2 separate regions of the Mus musculus genome follow, and region 2 is linked to region 1. Evidence: chromatin contacts called from public Micro-C data. All regions are on one chromosome and are shown on one strand. The core of a region is the stretch at or near the end of the contact, and the rest is flanking DNA. Distances in the headings are between cores, read along the strand shown. Region 1 has its middle 11 kb from the start of Bach2. Region 2 holds the start of Bach2os (BTB and CNC homology 2, opposite strand).

Region 1 (5,602 bases), core at 1,021-3,520:
TGCATCCACGTACAGCTATTTAATTGCTCCTTATGGTTCAGCCTTATCGCCTGTGTTCTGTCTCCGTGCCTACTTTACTGTTTGCTCTCCACTCATAGCTAGCTGTTCTTGGTTCGGTTCCCACTGGTCCTATCAGAGTGTTCAGGGAGCTTGCTGCTGGACATGGAGGTAGAAACCACAAAGGGGAAGGCCCCAGTGGTTTTAAGATTAACCTTTGCTTGTGCTGCCCTGTTACATTTGTCTACCAGTACAACAAAACAGGTAAAGGTTTAACTAAGCCCTGTTCAGCGTAATATTCCCCATGAAGGAGGCCTTTCTGGGCAAACTCCTTTCTACTTCAGAGGATCCAGGTCTACAGCCTGTGTATTGGTGTGTACCTGAGTCTGCCCCTGACCAGCCCTTGTGTACACAGCCTTGTACGTGCCTGCTTCTAACATTCATAAGGTCTCAGGCATGGACACAATTGATTGGACCCTGTGTCATATAATTAAATATTAAAATATTAGAAATAAATCTCACAAATGGATTATCTGAGATATGTTTGTGGTCCTTCTGCCATGGTGTGAGAGTTTTCAGAGGCCAGAAGAGAGGGTTTGAACTTACAATAGTCAGGCATTTAGAGTTCTAACTAGAGACATGGTAGTGTGGGAACCAATATACAACAGCTCTTTCCTGCTTTTCCTCCTGTTCCCACACTGTGCTGTCCTGCATGCTGGAGAACTTCCAGGCCACACACACAATGTACCACTCAGGGTAGCTGTCCTGGCTGGTTGCTTGCCTTTCAGGTTGATATACCTATGAAGGAGGAAGGACTCAGAGGAATGGCATCCACAGAACTTTGAGTCTTTCTTGGGACCCATTGGGAGGAAATTCTGGGACACTGAAGGTAGAGAGGATTGAAGACTTCATGGAGGACAAGGGTGAAGGGGCTTTCTGGTCTGGCTGAACTAGAGTGAGCCCCTCTTGCCTGGGTGGAAGGGCCTCACTGCCTGAATCTCCTCTTCCTTCAGGACAACACTTTTGCCTTGATTTGTAAAGCCAGAATGAGTTACCCCATCCTGCCAGGCCACCAGGCCCTCGTATAGGTATCGCTACCATAGGTGCCACAGAAACAGATGCCGTTGATGTGTTTGGAAGTTTTCTTGCCCAGAACCCTCATATTGTCCTCTCCTTTAGGCTTTGCCCCTGCACAGGGCACCTAGCCCACATCTCTGATGCAGGGTGTGGACAAGGAACCTGATGGCTTCTGTGACTGCCACCCAGCTTCTCCTTTGTCTGCCCCAGAATAAGCAATCTCAGAACAGTGTGAGGAATTGTAACTTTTTTTTTCTTTTTTTGGAAATAATATCAGAGGACTTTTGAGACCTGAGGATTTTGTAGGTGCTGATGAAGGGTCAGTTTGTAATCCCCTCTTTGCTGCCTTCCCATTGACCAGGTCACTTAGCTCATCAGCCTGCTGCTATTTAGGAAAATGGAGAGTAATTAATACCTGCTTTGGTTAATAGTTACTTCATCTGAATATTTTCAGGACCGAGTTTTAGATATAGACACGGAGAGCAACCACACTTTGCCGGCGAATGTCCTGCCTGTAGAAGTTTGTTTAACCCTCCAAGAGCTTTTAAAATAATATTACCAGGAAATGCGATTCAGATTTCCCCCAAGTTGACAGAAAAGCATAAAATCTGTTTCTAACAGATGTTCCCTCTGATCCCCAAATGTAAACATGTTTGCAAGACAGTAGCGAGACAGCCCTGTTTACACAATGAAGTACTGAAAAAAAGCAAACAAGAAAAGCATCACCCTGAGCAGTCATTGTGATCAAAGAGCCCACGATTATTAGGGTGTAGAGGGAACTGATGACTCAAACTGGCACCACCGCGGTCTCCAGATTTCAGTTTCGTAACAGACTTTCTTTTCAGGAATATTCTTCATTTACACGCAAATCCGATTTTCTTTCTAAAATGTTTTTTTTTTCGATTTTTGTCAAACCGAAATTCTAGGATCCCTTCAAACGATGACTCTGATACCCAGATTACACTCAGATGAGCGTCCTCTGGACGCATCTCGGCGTGGAGCGCACACACAGGGCTCTACTCCTGGGATCTTGTGCCTGAGGGGAGGAGAGATGGTCTCCCAAGTGCAGCGAGTGGCTTGATCTGCTCCTTCCCATCTCCAATTAGTCAGAGACAAGGCAGAAGCTCTCAGGCTGCCTGTGGTGGAAAATAACTCTCTGAATCAATCAAAGTGTGGTATTTTGATCCTTTCATATGCCTGGGTATTCTGGGCAGCTGCACTCTCAAGTCAGTGACTCACAGATGAGAGATGTAAAGCATCGCTGAGTGATGGCTGGCTGAAGCAAAATGTGTCTGATAGGAAACAGTCACCATTTGCATCAAGCATAGCAGTTTTTGTGAGAACGACCGTGATTGCCCTTCAAAATAAGGCACCTTGGGACAGAGCCCCAGGTTGTTGGGGAAGAGAGCAGCTCGGCAGAGATCAGTTAAGAGTACAGTTTCTCTTGGAAGGAAACAGAAGTCCTTTTACTTTGAGAATAGTAAGTCCAGACTCTATGGTACCCTCACCTGTTTGTGCCCATGTAAGTAGACAAGGGGGCTGTGACCTCAGCTCTCTTTATAACAGCATTCTGTGGAAGAGAAGTTTGTGTCTCACCATGGACTTGAGACAGCAGGGACTTACCCCTCTTAGTCATTATGTAGGCTGTCAGTGGAGAGGCGTGTTGCATGCTCTATGCCCAGAGCAGGGGCACCACCCTCCGATGGGAGGGATTAGCAGGGTGAGCTCTGGGTGTGTATCGTGCAGTTGGATTATTGTGCTAAACTTTGCCTGTGCTTTAGAATATTAAAAGTTACCTAAGACTCTAACCCATCTTCAAAAACTGTACATGCAAAGAAAACCTATTTGAAATGATAACCAAGATCAGCAAGTTCATAGGGTTAGAAGACAACATAAGCCAGAGGAGTGCTCAGAAGGTGAACATGTCTGCTACTCAAGCGTAAAGACCTGAGTGTCATCCCTGGAACCCATGGTGGAAGGAAAGAACCAACTCCCAGAAGTTGTCCTTAGGTCTCCACATGCATGCCTGCCCTTACACACAGACACAAACATGCACATTCAACATGGAATAATTGAAAAGTTAACATACAAAAGTTAATTTCATTTCTGTATATTAACAATGAGAAACAAGCCGGGCATGATGGCGCATGCCTTTAATCCCAGCACTTGGGAGGCAGAGACTGGTGGACCTCAGAGGCTGGTGGACCTCAAGTTTGAATCCATGTTAGGGCATTTCAGACCAGCCTGAGAAATATAGGGAGACCACCCTATCCCCCAAAAAATAAACAAAAATCTATAAGGAAAGAATACAACATTTGAACTCCAAAAACTATAGAACAGTACGGAAATTATGAAAACTTAAATAAATGGAAAGACATCCAATATTCATAAATCAGAGGACACACTAAGATAATAATACTACCCAAACTGTACATATTCAAAGCAGCCACCATCAAAAGCCCAGTTGGCTCTTTCTGCAGGAATTGCCAGTCTGCTTTTAGAATTCATATGGAGAAGCAAGGGGCCCAGAATAGCTCTATCTTAAAGAACAAAGTTGGAGGACTCACACTTCCTTATTTTAGGTCACACTGCAGAGCCACTTCAACAGACAGCATAGTACTCCACCTCACACCACACACAACGATTAACTCAGTACAGTGGAATTCAGCATCTCGAGAACTCCTACAAGAAAGCAGCCTATCTGGGTAGGGTGTGTAGCTAGAGAAAGGGTGCGCTCAAGATAGAGACCAGCTACACAGCAAGTTCCAGGTCGGTGTGGGCATGAAACACTGTCTCCAAAGCCACAGGAGACAAAGGGGGGGGGAACAACAGGTAAGGGTGACCATGTAAAAATTAAAAACTTCTGTGCTTTTAAAGAAGACCATTAAGAAAGTAAAAAAGACAAACCTTATTCATGAGATAAAATATGTGCAACTTGCATATCTAACAAAGGTTTAGTATCTAGGCTATATAAGTAATTTTTGTAATTCAACACTCTTAAAGCAAATAACTCAATAACAAGCAAAGAATTAAAACATTTTCCAGAAAATATGTACATGAAACGACACTCGACATCATTAAACATTAGAAAATATAGATTACAGTCATAATGAGATGTCACCTTACCCCCAGTGAGATGAACGTCCGAAAGACTACCACAATGCCTGTGGGGGTGTGGAGACCCTACTGATGGATTGTAAAAGAGTACTATCATGGGAAGCGTTTTGAGCAGTTGTTCAAAATGTTAAAGAATCAGTGTATATCCCAGTACACTAACCAAGGTTCTCCAGAGAAATAGAAGGGTGTGTGTGTGTGTGTGTGTGTGTGTAAGAAAGACTCGAGAATAAACGAGAATAAATGTGTTTTGAGGAACTGGTTCACATGTTTATTGTGGAGGGCAATATTATCACTTGGACAGGATCTAGGATCATTTGTGAGACAAGTCTATGGGTCTACCTGTGGGGATTGTATAGATTAGGTTAGCTTCTGGCCAGGCATGTGAAGGATTATCTTGATAGGTTTAATTGAGGTGGGAAGACTCACCCCAAGTATGGGCGGACACATTCCCTGGGCTTGGTGTCCTGGACTGCATAAAGGGACAGAGGGGGGGTGGCGGGGGGGCGGGGGGGGGGAGTAATCTGCACACCAACAGTCACCATTCTGTTTCCCCACTTCAAATGCAGTATGGCCAGCTCAAACCTACCATGACAGACTGGATCCTTGAACTGTGAACCAAAATGAACCCTTTGAGCCTTAGGTTGCTTAAGGGCTCCATGTGTGTGTGTGTTAATTTTTTTCCAAGGAAGGAGTCATCAGGTTGTAAAAGGACCTTTGATAGGAGAAATGTTAAAACATTATTTAGAGTGCCAGGCTAATTTTCTGGCCGTGTGATACATTGCACTAAGTGGTAGGAAGATTTTATCACAGCAACAGGAAAAGTGTTGAGAAAATTAAGACAATATGGAAGCTAACAAGTCTAAACTCTGTTTAGACTCTAAAGGCAGACAGTCTGCTCTCCCTCAGAAAGGCCTTCAGCCGATTGAATGAATCCCGCTTGTATTCTAGACAGTAATTTGCTTTACTTAAAGACTACATTAGTAAATGCTAAGCCCATCTTGCTTCAAGAGCAGAAACCCTAGTGTGGACTGAATAAAGATTGCCTCACTCAGTGGTCAGAGTGAGCAGATGGCATACTCCCAAGAAGCAACATAGGAAAGACTAAATGATTTTTTTTCTTTTTAAGAGCAGAAAATGTAAAACTTAAATTCAGAGCCGGGCGTGGTGGCGCACGCCTTTGATCCCAGCACTCGGGAGGCAGAGACAAGTGGATTTCTGAGTTCGAGGCCTGGTCTACAAAGTGAGTTCCAGGACAGCCAGGACTATACAGAGAAACCCTGTCTCGAAAAATAAAACAAAACCAAAACAAAAGACCAAAAAACCCTTAAATTCAAAGGGGGGGAGGGTTGTTACTATTGTTTGTTTGTTTGTTGTTTGTTTTTAATTTGGTTTACGTTTTTCAGTGATGTAA
Region 2 (5,602 bases), core at 1,004-3,503, 170 kb after region 1:
CAGCCTGGCCCTGTACGCCTGTGGCTTCAGCTCATGTCTGATGAGAACAAAATATCAAAGCAGGAAAGGTTCCACAGGCCGCTCTGCTCCTGGGACTCGTAGAAGAAACAGATTCTTGGTTTTGGCTTTTGCTTCCAAATCTACTTCTCTACCCTCCTCCTTCAGTAGTCTCTGCCCAGCAAACCAGAGGTAACGGGCAAGTGAAATGTGTGCCTAAAAGTTTGGTGGGATGAGATGGGCAGAGTGTCACTGTCACAATTCCATAAAAACTGTGCAGAGCAAACATTGTAGAGAAATGCACCAGGGCAGAATAAGCATTGCTTAAGAGCAGGAACTTTTCCTCTTTTGTCTCATCTTTGAATTCTTTATAGGAAATTAGCTTTTCAGTGATATCTTAATTGAAATGAGGGAAATGGTTTAGGCTACAGGATGTGGGCAGTCGTTAGGCAGCAGTGATCTCCCAGCCTCCCTGTCTAGGTTTTCTCTCTGGCCATGTAAGTGTGCCGAGAAGGCAGGTTAGGTCTCATGCAGAAGGTTCTCTGCCCTTTGCCATCTCTAGGTCAGGGGTCCCTGGCTACAAACTGCAGGAATTGATTTCACAGACTGCTAAAAAGCTGGGACTCCCACAAAGTCTAACCTTCCTCCGGGCATTGCTGGCGAGCAGTGTAGGTCCCATACTGAAAAATGACCTCTAATCCTGCACTTCCTGTGGGTTCCAGAGGCAGGGAGAGAGTCAGCACTTTGGCAAGACTGGTATGACCAACAGGAACATATTGTGCAAACCGCAGCAGTGGCCAATAGTACCCTCTTTCACATTTGGCCTGCTGACTCAGTGACTATTCCTCTGTCTCCAAGCCTTAACCAAAAACCAAAGCAGTCCACAACTAAAGAGATTCATCGCCTACAAATCTCCCAGGCCTGTCTACCGTGCAGCCTCCCTGCCCAGAGTCCACTGGCCATAACAGCAGGCTATTCGGACAGGTGGGGGCGAGAGTTAGCAGAATGTTTCATTGTGTCATATTGTCTACTCTGTGCTGTCTCTGGGGACCCAGAGAGTAAACACCTCTGATGAGAAGTACCGTCTGGAAGGATATGTTAGGCAGGAGCACTGACTCAAACAGCAAGCTGTACAAGCTTGTGTACGTTGTATTAATCTCCTGGAGGAAAGAGCAGAGGCGTGAGCTTTCTCGCAGCTGGTCGGCTTTCCAAGACGTTGTCACATTACCTAGTTTTCAGCCCTGTGTGGGGTACATGGATGCACACAAAAGCTTGTGAAAATATTCCTCTGGAAAGGCCCAGGGCTGCCCCTCATCTCCAGGAATGCCCGCCCGTTGCCTTGGAAACAGCCGAGGGCTGAGGTTGAGCCTCCGCATCCCTTGAGGAACAAGGCAGGTGCTCCCACCTGCTGGTCAGTGTAAGTTCCTCCTTGCTGTGTGGCTAGCAGATCTACAAACAGAACCCAGCACAAGAGTGAGGGCTCCCTTCCCCCTGAGAGAGAAGAAGATGTATGGCTGACTGTTTTCTTCTCCACTGACCGTCTTTAAAAACGAAGCCCGATTGCAACAATCCCTGATGAAATTCCATGTGTGGTTTGCTTTTGCTCCAAGGACTTTGACACTGCCATTGTTGATTTTCCCTTTCCCCCGCCAACCTTCCATCCTGTCTACCTGGTCTGTGTTTGCTGTCTAGATGGCTTTAAATACAGTAGCGCTCGGTGCGGAAGCCCTTTAGACTTTCCTTGTGATCTGCTCTGTGGCATGTTTTCTTTCTGCAAGTAAGCAAATACAGTCTGGAGCTGAAGTAAGATGGCTCTGCTGTCAGTGGAAATAGAAGTCCCCTGAGCCCCAAGGGTGCACAGCTTTTGTGATGCCCAGGTGCTATGTCTCCAACTGACGACCTGTGTGCTGCTGGGGCACCATCTAGGATCTGAGTGTCTGTTATCCAAAGCTTGGAAAATGGAGATAAACAGTGCACTGTATCATTGGAAGCCTAGGAGAAACAGCCCCACAGGCAAAGGCCTTTCCAACAGCCTGCAAAGGAGCCATTTGTCCTGCCTGCACTCACCACATGGGAGGCATAGTAAGTGCCACATGGAGTAAGTGCACAGCTAGGAAGTAACCCGACAGAATTTTCACCCGGCCCTAGGAAAGGCAAATGATTCTTTAGTGTGCTTACCTTTGTGCATGGTGATCAACTGGGCACAAATACCAGGACTGAGCCTCATGACTATCTGATGCAACCAACAGATAACTCCCAGATTCAGGGCAGACTAGCCATACCCTTGACCTCTTAAAGAACACAGACTCAACACTCCACCCTCTGAATCCTAACAGGAAGTTGCTTTCTTCACCAATAAACCCAGGCCCACATGCTTTCTCCAGTGACTCTTTTTCCTGAGAGATCTGTAAGATTCCTGGGCACGTCCTACACATGTCTAGCAAGCCTTTTGTGGGGACCCATCTGAATTGTGGAACAATACTGGAACAATAAAATGTGCTTTAGATTTTAATTTTTCATCATTGAATTTTTTGTAAATAACTTGTATAGATTACATTAGAAATATTTTATACACTGGGATAAATGACATGTTCTTAAAATGAAACTCACCTGGATTGTTTTGTTTTGTTTTGTTTTTACTTTATTTAATGTGGCCGCTTTCAATTTTTTGGTTTCTTGCAGGGGTGGGGGTGTTGGTTGAGTTTTTCTGAAACAAGCTCTCGGTATTTAACCTTGGCTAGGCTCAAACTCAGAGATCCACCTGCCTCTGCCTCTCAAGTGCTGGGATTAAAGGTGTAACACAACACACCTGACTGACATACACTTGTAAGTTTAGCCTCTCTGACTGGTGTTAGTATTAAAGGTTAGCCTAGCACATGACATTTAGGCTTACATTGCCATCTGCTGGCCAAGCCAAGAAATTGAATATGAGAAAAAAACCTAAGCAACCTGAGCTGGGTCTAATAGCCTGGGCTGGCCTGGAACTCCACAGGCCTCTGAGGGTGGCCTTAATCTTCCTGCCTCCACCTCCTCCCAAGTGCTAAGATTGCTGAGGTCATAACTGTGCAGGAGTTGCAGAAACAGATGTAACTGCAGAAGTTCCCAAACCATCAGCACCGCCTTAGCAAGGAAGGGCAGAGAGAAGCTGTTAAAAGTCACAGACCTGGGGCTGGAGAGATGGCTCAGTGGTTAAGAGCGCCAGCTGCTCTTCCGGAGGTCCTGAGTTCAATTCCCAGCACCCACACAGTGGTTCTCAACCATCTGTAATGGTATCTGAAGTCCTCTTCTGATGTGTCTAAAGACAGTGACAGTGTACTCAAATATATAAAATAAATAAATCATTTTTTAAAAATGTCACCGACCTGAACTCCAAACCCCATGGAGACTGACAAGGCCCTAGAGAGAGAGAGAGCCTGGGCTTGCTCTCAGCTTCTGCATCAGACACAAAGTCAATGTTTTCACACAAAACAATTAGGGTCTTCAGTAGCCCATGCTGGCCTTAAACTCAGTTTGTCAGTTTGTAGCTAAGGATGACCTTGAATTCCTAATTTCCATACCTTCACTTCTTGTGTTTATAGATGAGGACCACTCCCTGCATCAGGTCTCCATAGTTGCCGTTCTTACAAAATAATACATACTAAAATTAAACAACAGAGAAGACACCTCCAGAGTTGTGATATCCTCTCTTCATTGTTGTGGAGTTTTATTTATTTATTTCTATTTTATAGTTGTTTGTGTGTATGTCTGTCTGTACCACGTGTGTGTCTGGGGCCAACAGAGACCAGAAGAGGGTATTGGATTCCCTGAAACTGTAGCCACAGATGATTGTGAGCTGCCATGTATGTTCGTGTGTGTGTGTGTGTGTGTGTGTGTGTGTGTGTGCTGGAAATCAAACCTGGGTCCTCTGGAAGAATAGCAGGTGTTCTTAACTATCGAGCCATCTCTCCCACCCCTGCCATCCTCTCTTTTAAAAATATTTACCTTGACTTGTGAAGGACTTAAAAGTAGGAATCGTGCCTAAACCTTAATGGCTTACAGTAGCAGTGGTCATTCAACAGCTCTCACACGTTCTGTGTGTCAGGAACTGAGCTGGCCCTCATGAGCATTTCTGGCTCAGATCGGGTGTTGGCTGGGGTTACAGTCCTCTGCGGGTCTCAGTGGCTTCAAGAATTCACTTCTGGGCTGGCAAGGTGGTTCCTCGGGTAAAAGGGGCAGCCACTAAGCATGGAAACTGAGTGTCATTCCCAGGGCCTGTCTAGCTAGAGGAGTGAACTGAGTTCAGAATAATTAAATAAAACCTCATAAGCAATGAGCATGCTTCCATTCACAGAACTGGCAGGATAGTGCTGTGAGCTGGAGATGCCAGGTCTGCCCTACTGAGCAGCCAGTGAAACAGGACAAAGTACAAGTCTCAGTGCCCTTCAAGGCTTAACTTCGAGAACACATGACATCGTCCAGCAAGGTGTTTATCAGAAGGAAGGAATATGCATCGTGTCAGAGAAATAACAGAATTACCCTGTAAAAGAAAACGTAATTTTAAAAACCATATCCTGACAAAGTGCCTAGCATAACACTAACCTGAGAAGCGTACCTTGTTTTGCACGAGGACACTGAGGGTCAGAGGGGTGATGTCACCTCTCTCCTGTGTGAGAACTAAAGCCCAGCTCTGACTCCTCCTACCCAGGATGTCACCTTGGGTTCTGTGTGAGTAAAAAAGACTCTCACTGACTGGTGCATCTCTGCAGTGTCTTCAAGGTGTGCTGGGCTCAGTCTTCCTTCCCCATCTGTACATCGGTCTTTAGAAGATCACTTTGGCCATTTTGTTGAATTCCGGTTGTGTGTCTTGTAGCAGGGGCTTTGATAAACCATGGTCTTTCTTACAAAAGTTCTGCAACATTGGAAGAACTAACACAGTTTACAATATTTTTAATGCCATTTGCTTCAAAGGAACCTCAGGAAATGATAACATTATAATCTGTGTGTGTGTGTGTGTGTGTGTGTGTGTGTGTGTGTTGAGACAAGGTCTCACTATGTAGGCCAGACTGGCTCCCCACTTACTCTGTAGCCCATGCTATGCTCAGATGCATGGCAATCCTCCTGAGTGTTGGGATTAGAGCTATACACCACCAGGCTGGCCGACTTGTGTGTGTTTGTACTGTTTGGTTATACGAATATTTCATCTTACTTGTATTGGAAATAAGAGAAGTATTAATCACTACTTGCTTTCAGTACTTCCCATGACTTGCTCATCTTAAAAAGAGGTTTGGAGACTGGAGAGCTGGCTCAGCAGTTAAGAGCACTGGCTGCTCTTCCAGAGGTCCCAGGTTCAACTCCCAGCTCCTGCATGGTGACTCAACCAGTTCTATAATTCCAGTCACAAGGACTCCAGCACCATCTTCTGGCCTCCATGGGCACCACACAAACAAGGTGCACAGAGATGCATGCATGCAAAACACCCACACACATAAAATTAAAAATAAAATAGAAATACAAACAAGAAAATGATATTTGACTGGACAGATGGCTCTGCAGTTGACAGTGTATGCTGCTCCTGCAGAGGACCCAAGTTCAGTTCCCAGTGCCCTCAGTAGGCGTCTCACAACCC

What was found. A called contact is a pair of places that touch in the nucleus more often than the background predicts.
Region 2: a contact with region 1 is called in a Micro-C map of muscle stem cells, with 3 times the contacts expected there. The contact joins the promoter of Bach2os here to the enhancer-like site in region 1. A contact is called at or near these places in 11 of 39 promoter capture datasets (the 3T3-L1 cell line, 3T3-L1-derived adipocytes, the C10 cell line and 6 more), 10 of 484 Hi-C or Micro-C datasets (B cells, the C2C12 cell line, CD4 T cells and 5 more), 3 of 115 datasets of contacts at active chromatin or transcription factors (CD8 T cells, Th17 cells and memory CD8 T cells) and 3 of 9 other capture datasets (adipose tissue, embryonic stem cells and liver).

Annotation. Positions count from the first base shown.
Region 1 is chr4:32,403,476-32,409,077 of GRCm38.p6, forward strand. It overlaps a transcript of Bach2 not described here. Among named protein-coding and RNA genes, the nearest start is that of Bach2, 11 kb to the right of the region's middle. Within about 2 kb of position 2,271, at least 78 of the 459 cell types and tissues checked have an H3K27ac peak or open chromatin away from gene starts, as enhancers often do. A contact at or near this core is called in the C2C12 cell line, CD8 T cells, Th17 cells and 3 more, where this site is marked.
Region 2 is chr4:32,569,409-32,575,010 of GRCm38.p6, forward strand. It overlaps Bach2os (BTB and CNC homology 2, opposite strand), which reads right to left and starts at 2,254. Exons shown (of 5, transcript NR_026843.1): 1 at 2,176-2,254. The region is part of intron 3 of Bach2 (BTB and CNC homology, basic leucine zipper transcription factor 2); the gene reads left to right.